3 separate regions of the Mus musculus genome follow, and all the other regions are linked to region 2. The links are chromatin contacts, called in public ChIA-PET and promoter capture Hi-C maps. All regions are on one chromosome and are shown on one strand. Each heading gives the region's core, a stretch centred on a gene start, on an enhancer-like site or on the middle of the called end of the contact. The rest is flanking DNA. Distances are from core to core; before and after follow the strand shown. Region 1 overlaps Ifngas1 (Ifng antisense RNA 1). Region 2 holds the start of Slc35e3 (solute carrier family 35, member E3). Region 3 holds the start of Rab3ip (RAB3A interacting protein).

The links. Promoter capture Hi-C pulls out the DNA fragments that hold promoters and counts their contacts. ChIA-PET counts read pairs in DNA pulled down with a chosen protein or histone mark.
Region 1: an RNA polymerase II ChIA-PET map of memory CD8 T cells shows a contact between it and region 2, with 5 read pairs. The contact joins the enhancer-like site here to the promoter of Slc35e3 in region 2. A contact is called at or near these places in 1 of 39 promoter capture datasets (hippocampal neurons), 1 of 484 Hi-C or Micro-C datasets (cerebral cortex), 2 of 115 datasets of contacts at active chromatin or transcription factors (large pre-B cells and memory CD8 T cells) and 1 of 9 other capture datasets (embryonic stem cells).
Region 3: a contact with region 2 is called in a promoter capture Hi-C map of 3T3-L1-derived adipocytes, with 2.0 times the contacts expected there. The contact joins the promoter of Rab3ip here to the promoter of Slc35e3 in region 2. A contact is called at or near these places in 4 of 39 promoter capture datasets (the 3T3-L1 cell line, 3T3-L1-derived adipocytes, liver and 1 more).

What each region holds. Positions count from the first base shown.
Region 1 is chr10:118,532,960-118,535,659 of GRCm38.p6, reverse strand. All of the region lies in intron 1 of Ifngas1 (Ifng antisense RNA 1), which reads left to right. Among named protein-coding and RNA genes, the nearest start is that of Ifngas1, 22 kb to the left of the region's middle. Within about 2 kb of position 1,364, at least 4 of the 459 cell types and tissues checked have an H3K27ac peak or open chromatin away from gene starts, as enhancers often do. A contact at or near this core is called in memory CD8 T cells, where this site is marked.
Region 2 is chr10:117,745,081-117,747,780 of GRCm38.p6, reverse strand. Slc35e3 (solute carrier family 35, member E3) reads left to right here and starts at 1,423. Exons shown (of 5, transcript NM_029875.2): 1 at 1,423-1,996. The coding sequence starts at 1,595.
Region 3 is chr10:116,949,094-116,951,793 of GRCm38.p6, reverse strand. Rab3ip (RAB3A interacting protein) reads left to right here and starts at 1,341. Exons shown (of 11, transcript NM_001359645.1): 1 at 1,341-1,534. 4933412E12Rik (RIKEN cDNA 4933412E12 gene) reads right to left here and starts at 1,232. Exons shown (of 3, transcript NR_038026.1): 1 at 1,102-1,232.

The sequences.
Region 1 (2,700 bases), core at 115-2,614, 790 kb before region 2:
TTTTTACTCTACATGTCAAGTGTCAGTTTAACTGAGGACCTAAAAATAGCGATGTGTTTCATAAAGACAGTTTTATATGAGTGCAAATGTGTTTTGACTACATTTACCCTCCCCTACACTCAAACACACACATACACACACACACACGCACACACACACACACACACACACACACACCATCGACTGTCTCTATTCATTCTCTCCAACACTCTTGTTTCCATCTTCGTGATAAGGACCTGATAAATTGGCTAGTAAGGGAAGCCGCTTTCATTCTCCTGCCACGACTGGATGGATGGGTTTGTCAATAACGCATCCTTATGCTTTGACCCACACACAATGGGCCTTCCCAATCCCACCAGCATTCTTGAGTTACTCTAAGTTCGGTACCGTGAGAGTCGTGTATGAAGGGAAGGGTGTGAGTAGATTAGACACAACAGAGAAGTGGCAATTGAAGATGAGAAAGGACCAGGGAGATACTTGTTGCACATAATTTTAAAGACATGCTTGCTCCAGCTAGGCTCTGGGACTAGCCGCTGCTCACCGGCCATCTAGTCAGCCACCATGGCTAGCTAGTGCTTTCCCAAGATCCCCTGCTATGCTCTGAGTACCACTGCTGCCTGTACTCCCAAGAGCTCTGCCCATTCCTCCTTGCCAGGTGCTGCAATGGCCATCTCACCTAGCTCCCTTTAGCCCTGTGAAAGGAAACCACTAGAGGCTTTTATATTTTGGAACTGACTAGACAACTCAAAGGCTGGGTGAAAATATCCTGCCTTATCCTCCTTGACCTCCCCTCATGGCAGAGGCCACAAACTATCAGTCCCCAAGAGTTGCATGTCTGCTCTCTGCTCCACAGTCTGATCCAAACTCCCTGCATCCCTATCTCTTCCTGTCCAGCCTGGAAGTCCTGCCTTATGCTTCACCCAGCCACTGGTTTCTGCCGTCTTTATTGACCTAATCAACAATGAGGCAACCTTCCCTTCCCTTCTCTTACAGCTACTGCCTACAGTTCTCCTTTTACCAGAGGGAGAAGAATAAAGGGGAGTTTGTATAGTTTCGTTTCTCCTAAGGAGATTTCATGGGGAATCATGTCAAAATTGCTGGTCCCACCTGCGTTAATGGAATGGAGACCCTGCACAGGTCCAGCTGCTCTGGTTCTGTGAACTCGGATTCAGCTAATGTAACTGATGTACATTTAGATACCACTGAGCATACCTGCTGCCATCTTGTCGTATGCATAAAATAGCCCAAGCATGGGGGCCTTTCCAGTAAAGAAAGACAATCAGGATGCGCAGAGGGTGGGGAGGGCTCTGTCATCAAACACAGAAGGAAAAGCAGCCTGCGTTGCCTATAAACAACAAGAGCTTTGCTCTTTCTGTGGTATCTGGGGTTTTGGTTTCTTCAGAGCTCTCTTGGGGGAAAGGAAGGAACTATGAACGGCCAAGCAGACAAACTAGATGAAAACAAGATGCAAAGAAACTATGGAAGGAGAAAACTTGAATGGCGCGGCCTCCTCAATGCAGGTGTGAGCGCTCCCACCACCGTGGTGCCTGGGATTGACTCAGAGCCTGTGGATGGCTGAACAGGAGACTGTGGTCCTAGTCTATAAGACTCAGTAGTGGCAACACTTCTGCCCAGGAAAGATTTTGGGTAGTGTAACCATGACAGGGGCTACCTCCTTTTCTACCAGCATCTGCTTCTCGAAGCTAAAAGGCCCCCTCCCGATGTGTATTTTGTTGTTTTTTTTATTAGTTCTTTGACAGTTTCAGTGTCATAGTCGATCATATTCAACCCCCTTATCCAACTCCTTTAGGGCTGAGCATTTTATAGTCCCCATTATCTGTGCTTTGGGCATTTGTGGGTCACTGTGTTACTCACGACGTATACAAGGAGAAGCTCTTCAGATGAGGGCTGATCAAGACTTATTGATCTATGGGTTTAATAAGAAGTCATTAATACTCAGTTTAATACTATGTCCACTTGGCAATATAGTAGTAGTAGTATTAGTAGTAGGAGTAGTAGTAGTAGTAGTAGGTTTATTACTAGGGCCTATGAGCTGTCTTGACATAGGTTCTTAACCTAATAATGGTATGAGGTAATAGCTTTATGAATCCAAACAGACCCTTGTCTCCAAATTACCCAAAGGTAATAAAATAAATTCCAGTATTTTTTATTATACATACTTATACAGTTCTCATAGAAACTTAGTACTTAAGAAAATTATGATTTAGAGAAAACAAGACTTTTAATATATCAGTATTAATTTCTTCAACATATCAGTATCAAATTTGAGTGTCATTGGGTTTTATTTATTGTGTTCAAATGTTTCATTTTTAAAAATGCTATGTAAATTTCAATTTTTAAAAGCAATTAAATGAATTTTGACTCTGATTAAGAGAGAATTTCCAACCGTTTCTGAAGGGACCCCAGATATGCCTCTGCTATTTTGTACTTAGCATTTATACAAAGCAGTGTTCTCTGTACTAACTGCTATAAAATCTAAATATGATTCCACTCTGAAAAACATTGAATATCCTCTGTGCCCTGCAGGATCAAGTATTCAGCCAAGATTTCTTATTATAAAATATACAACTAATCTATTCATTAGTGTGCAAATTTTTCTTTCATTTTTAATGAACATAAAAATTATTTGTACACTCAGGAATTGTTTTAAAATAAATGTCTCTGTAATCAAGTGCATAT
Region 2 (2,700 bases), core at 174-2,673:
GACAAGACATCTAAGTAAACGGGCAATTCTCTAAAAAAAATGCGGTACGAAAGAGGAACGTAGCTGATATGACGGCATCTGGTAAAGGTGCTTGCTTCCCAAACCCTACAGCATGAATTCAGTCCATCTGGTGGACGGAGAGAACTGACTCCGAGTTATCCTCTGACCGTCACACAGGCACCCATACACACACACACACACACACACACACACACACACACACACACACACACACACACGTAATTAACTGTGGAAAATTCATCAAAGAGTCTCTTGTGCCTCTGATGCAAAGACCTTCTTTTCAGTGCCAATTAGAAAAAAACGGTATCCTGGAGAAAACGGGCAGAGACATAAGCAAACAGATCATAAAAACCTATGAAATAGTGTCCAAAACTTAAAACTACACATTAGTTGCAAGGCATGTGACACTTCAATGGGTGGAAGCAGGGAGATCCGTTCTGTGTCATCCTTAGCTCTGTAGAGACTTCCAAGTCTGCTCTATTTAATCCCTGTAACATTGTAAAAGTGGGGGGTCCACGTTTTCAATCAGTGTGGACAGACTTTGAGTTGGTATTTGACGTTTGCAGATGAGAAATACCACTCTCATATTGTAACAGTGTGAATAAAAGTGAATATTGAGATCGAGTCTAGCCTGAATGAGTTCTCGGCCTCGAAAAACAAAACCAAAAATATATAATTTTTCACTTCCTCTCCAGCTCTGTAACTTTGAAACTGGACTGCATGCTTGCTACTATAATATGCCTCTTAGAAGTGCAATTAATATCTTGGGCATACAGGTAAATGTACTTGCTTCTTAGGTTTTACTAAAAAAAAAAAAAAACTTCGTGGGTAAAAAATTCTGTGGTTTAAAGTTTTTCGAGGCAAATACGCCAAAATATGTTTAAATCTACAGTAGACGACAGTTAGTTGTCCATCCACTCTTACCTGTTTAGACGGTTATTTTTGGTTTTTCGAGACAGGGTTTCTCTGTATAGCCCTGGCTGTCCTGGAACTCACTCTGTAGACCAGGCTGGCCTCGAACTCAGAAATCCGCCTGCCTCTGCCTCCTGAGTGCTGGAATTAAAGGCGTGCGCCACCACCGCCCGGCCTGTTTAGACTTTTAAAGATATTTTAAAATATGCTTTCAGTAAGTAATGCTCTGCCCCCCTTCAGAGGATTAAAACAGCTCAGCAACGTGGAGAGTAAAACTGGCGGGGAATCTGCGCCTCCCAGTAAGTCGGGGAATCGGCCACAGAAACTAATCTTCCCTGGGAGCCAAGGGCTTCCCTCCAGCCGAGTTAAGCAACCCAGCGGAGCGCCGAGCGCGCCTGCGCGGCGGAATCACGTGGCTGCGCGGGGGCGGGGCTGGGAGGAGCCGTGGCGGACCCGCTCGGAGGGCGGCGGCCTATTACCTCGCGGCGCAGCGACCGGGACCCGGCTGGCGCATGCCTGTCTCCGGCCGGACCGTGGAGCGGGCGGCTGCGGGCGCGCGGCGGCGGAGAGCCGGGACAGCGGGAGAGCGTCCGAGCGCCCCGCGGGGAGGCTGGACAGCCCGGGCTCGGCCGAGGACGCTGCTCCGCAGCCGGCGGGCATCATGGCATCGCTGGCGGACCGGGTCCGGGGCAACGGGCGCATCGCCGCCGGGCTCCTGTTCAACCTGCTGGTGTCCATCTGCATCGTGTTCCTCAACAAATGGATCTATGTACACCACGGCTTCCCCAACATGAGCCTGACCCTGGTGCACTTCGTGGTCACCTGGCTGGGCTTGTACATCTGCCAGAAACTGAACATCTTTGCCCCCAAAAGTCTGCCGCTCTCCAAGCTCCTCCTCCTGGCCCTCAGCTTCTGTGGCTTTGTGGTCTTCACCAACCTTTCTCTGCAGAACAACACCATAGGCACCTATCAGCTGGCCAAGGCCATGACCACGCCGGTGATCATAGCCATCCAAACCTTCTGGTACCAGAAGAGATTCTCCGTCAGAATACAGCTCACGCTGGTGAGTAGCTGCCGCTGCCGCTGCGCGAGCCTGTCCCTGCCCAGCTACCTGGCTGCCTTTCTCCCCGGGAAAACTGAATACACCTTGCTTATAGCCTGGCACGACGGAAGCCCATTCCCATAATCTTTACTCCACACACGAGCCAGGCCCTTATAAGAAGCTTGTTTGGGGAGGGGTGGAAAAGGCCATCTCGACACTCCGCTGCTATTTAGTAAATGGGTGTGTTCCTGATAGAAATCTTTAACTGCTGGGATTGATGAGGGAGAGAGCTGCCTTAATGGAACAGTTCAGTGTGTCAGGATATCTGCGAAAGCTCAACCTGGAAAGAAAAGAATATCCCCAGGAAATCGAACCAGAAGTGATAAACATGAAATGGTTTAGCATAAAATACCTCGGAATACACCTTCAGTGGCACACTGCTGGGGTGCCTTGTGTTTACATAAAAGGAGATTCGTTAAAATAACATTAGCACTTAGTGGTTTTTTCGTTTTTCCAGTCATAATGCTTTCCTCCTTCCTTGTTTATGCTTATGTGTTAAGTACTGGTTTGGGGGATTATTTTATTCCCTGTAAATGTGTGTCCTGTTTCCTTACAAAGCACAACGCACGGATTCATATTTTCTTCCAGATGTAGAGTTGTATGTGAATCTCTGTAGAGAAGGATTGGCAGTTTTCCCCAAAGAAAACTTACAGTGCTCCCCCACC
Region 3 (2,700 bases), core at 92-2,591, 800 kb after region 2:
TATGGTTGGGGGTTAGTATACACTATGAGGAACTGTATTAGAGGGTCACAGTGTTAGGAAGGTTGAGAACCACTGAAATACAGTGTTCTGGGATCACAGGTAAGGAGTTAGGGTTGGGAGGCAGGCGAGCATCAGGGAATGGTTTACAAAGAAACTGGAGCATGGGTTAAGTAATTACCAATTCCATATGATAAAAGATGTGTGTGTGAGCCGGACAGTGGTGGTGCATGCCTTTAATCTCAGCACTTGGGAGGCAGAGGCAGCAGATTTCTGAGTTCGAGGCCAACCCTGTCTCGAAAACCAAGACAAAACAAAAAGTGTGTGTGTGTGAACATCTCTTTAGAAAAAAAATGTGTAAAACAGGGAGCCCATAAAGTTTTCTCTTAATAGTAAACTTGTCTCCTTTTGTTTGAGTCTTTGGATGGTAGGAATTTTTTGTAGAGGTGTGTGTGTGTGTACACATGTGTGTTTCTGTATGACTCACTGTGTCACAGAATGTGGTGAGGTACACTAATTACATATATTAAACCACTTAACTCTCAAAACCTTGATGAGGTAGACATTCTTATTTCCAATTATCAGTGAGAAGATTGGCGATATTGCAGATGAACTCGCCTAAGGTCACAGAGGTCAGTAGGTGGCTGATCACAGGGACCACACACATAGCTTCCTTTTTATTACCACCTCCTTGATGTACTCAACAGAATGGCAGCCCCTGCCTCTGAGTATCACAAACATTGGCGGAAATACCGAGGATGACTGCTCCCTCCCACCCCCCATCCCTGAGTTTGATTTTCAGGGCTTGATTCTGTCTGTACTTTGTTTTTTGTTTTCCAACTTGGAAGCCCGAATGTGGGATGGAAGTTTGATAAGCAAAACAAAACAAAACAAAACAATAGATATAGTTCCTGTAAAAGATGAGAGACGGTCTTTGGAAACTGAAAGTGGAAGGATCTGGGTTTACCAGCTCCCCGCCCATCCCATCCCCCCCCCCCCCCCCTCCCCGGGCCCCTAACCTCCTACTCCAGCTTCAGGTATCCACAGACGCGGAATTTCAGGTCGGTTCTGCTTGTCCTCAATACACAGTCCAAAGCCTCTTACCATCCCAGGAGAGTTCACATCCTCCAAAGGCAGCCACAGGATTTCCAGCCAGAGTGGTTCCCAGGGAAACCGCTGTAGAGGGACCCTGGACTCCGCGCGTGGATTAGCCTGCACCGAGCCCCTCCTGTCGCCAGGGGGCGCCGCAGCGCGCGAGTCCCCCTCGCCACTCCCTCCCGGTCCCGCCTCTAGTCCCGCCCTCTCTCCCGGGGCGGGGGCGGGGGAGGGGGAGGGGCGGCCGCTTCTCCGCCCGGCGCTCGGCGCAGGCGCAGTCGGCTCTCCCTCCCTCGGCTCCCATCGCAGAGAGCGCCAGCCGCGGCGGAGTGGAGCGGCGTCTGTCCGCCGCCGTCCTCCGCGTCTCCCGAGCTGGGCACGCGCACCCTGCGGCTCTGCGAGCGCTGCCGAGCGCGGGCGGCGGCCGCGGCGGATCCGGCAGGTGAGTGCGGCGGCGGGAGGGAGAGGCGGGCGGTGTGAGCACCGCCCCCTCGGCGCCTCGCCTCGCGCCCTTGTCCCGCCGGCCCGGAGCGCGGCCGGGCAGGTGCAGGAGGCGGCGGGGAGGGCGCGGATCGCGCCCGCCCGTCCGCCCGTCCGCCCGCCCGCTGCGGAGCCCCGGGGACCCGAAGGGCGGCGGCTCCGGCGCTCACCTGGCGGCCCGCGCGGCCTCGGTCGCGGAGTTGCTTAAGTCGCGGGCGGCGCGGTTGGCCGGGGATGTGCGGGGGTCGCCGGTTCCCGGGGTCTCCCCCGCCGCGCTCGGCCCAGCCTGACTTCGGGAATCGGGACCCCGGGAGTGGGAGAACAGCGGTTCCCCCTGCGTGGGCCGCTCGCCCCCCGCCGCCCGCGGAATAGCGAGGCTGGGGAGAGGATGGTGCCGGGTGGACGCTGCAGCACGCGAAGAGTTGCCAGTTGTTGGGGATTAAAACATCGATCCGTAATGGCTGGCTGGCGCACTCTCCTCCGAGTTAGAGCTGGTGCCCCAGAGGCACTTTAGTTTCAAGGAAATGTTGCCTGTTCCCAGCCTACCTGTTTAGACACTTCTCAGTGTCCCCCGTGTCAAGGGAAAGAGCCCTGTGATCTTTTGGCTCTGGAATGATTGCATAATTGGAGGAGAGGCCGATAAGAGGATTAAAACAAACCGTTCTATTGTAAATCTCTTGAAAGACCCGGTTTCTGTTCATTACACTGTTCTTAAGTTTTTGTTTCTAAACAATGAATCGAGAGGAAAAGGAGGCAGAGTAGGTATGCAGCCCATCGTTGTAAATATTTGATACTGTTAAATATTTCACCAGTTTTATGGGGCCTTGTTCAGTTAGCATGTGTTATTTATTTACCAGGACTGTGCGTTTTCAGAGGACTTTTCATGTTTGAATAGACACTGCATTCCGAATCTACTCCTCAAGGCCCTAGGGGAATATATTAACTGAACTTAACAGTTACACAGATTTACTCAGCAATGCATTCTTAACTATAAGAACAGACGTCTTTCAACTTTTTTCTCTTTCCGGCCCAAGGATGTTTTGAATTAATGCCTTCTTTTGTGAATGAGCGTGCTTGATGAGACGCCTCATTGCTTACATAGCAAGTCATTTGTGCTAGCGAATGATT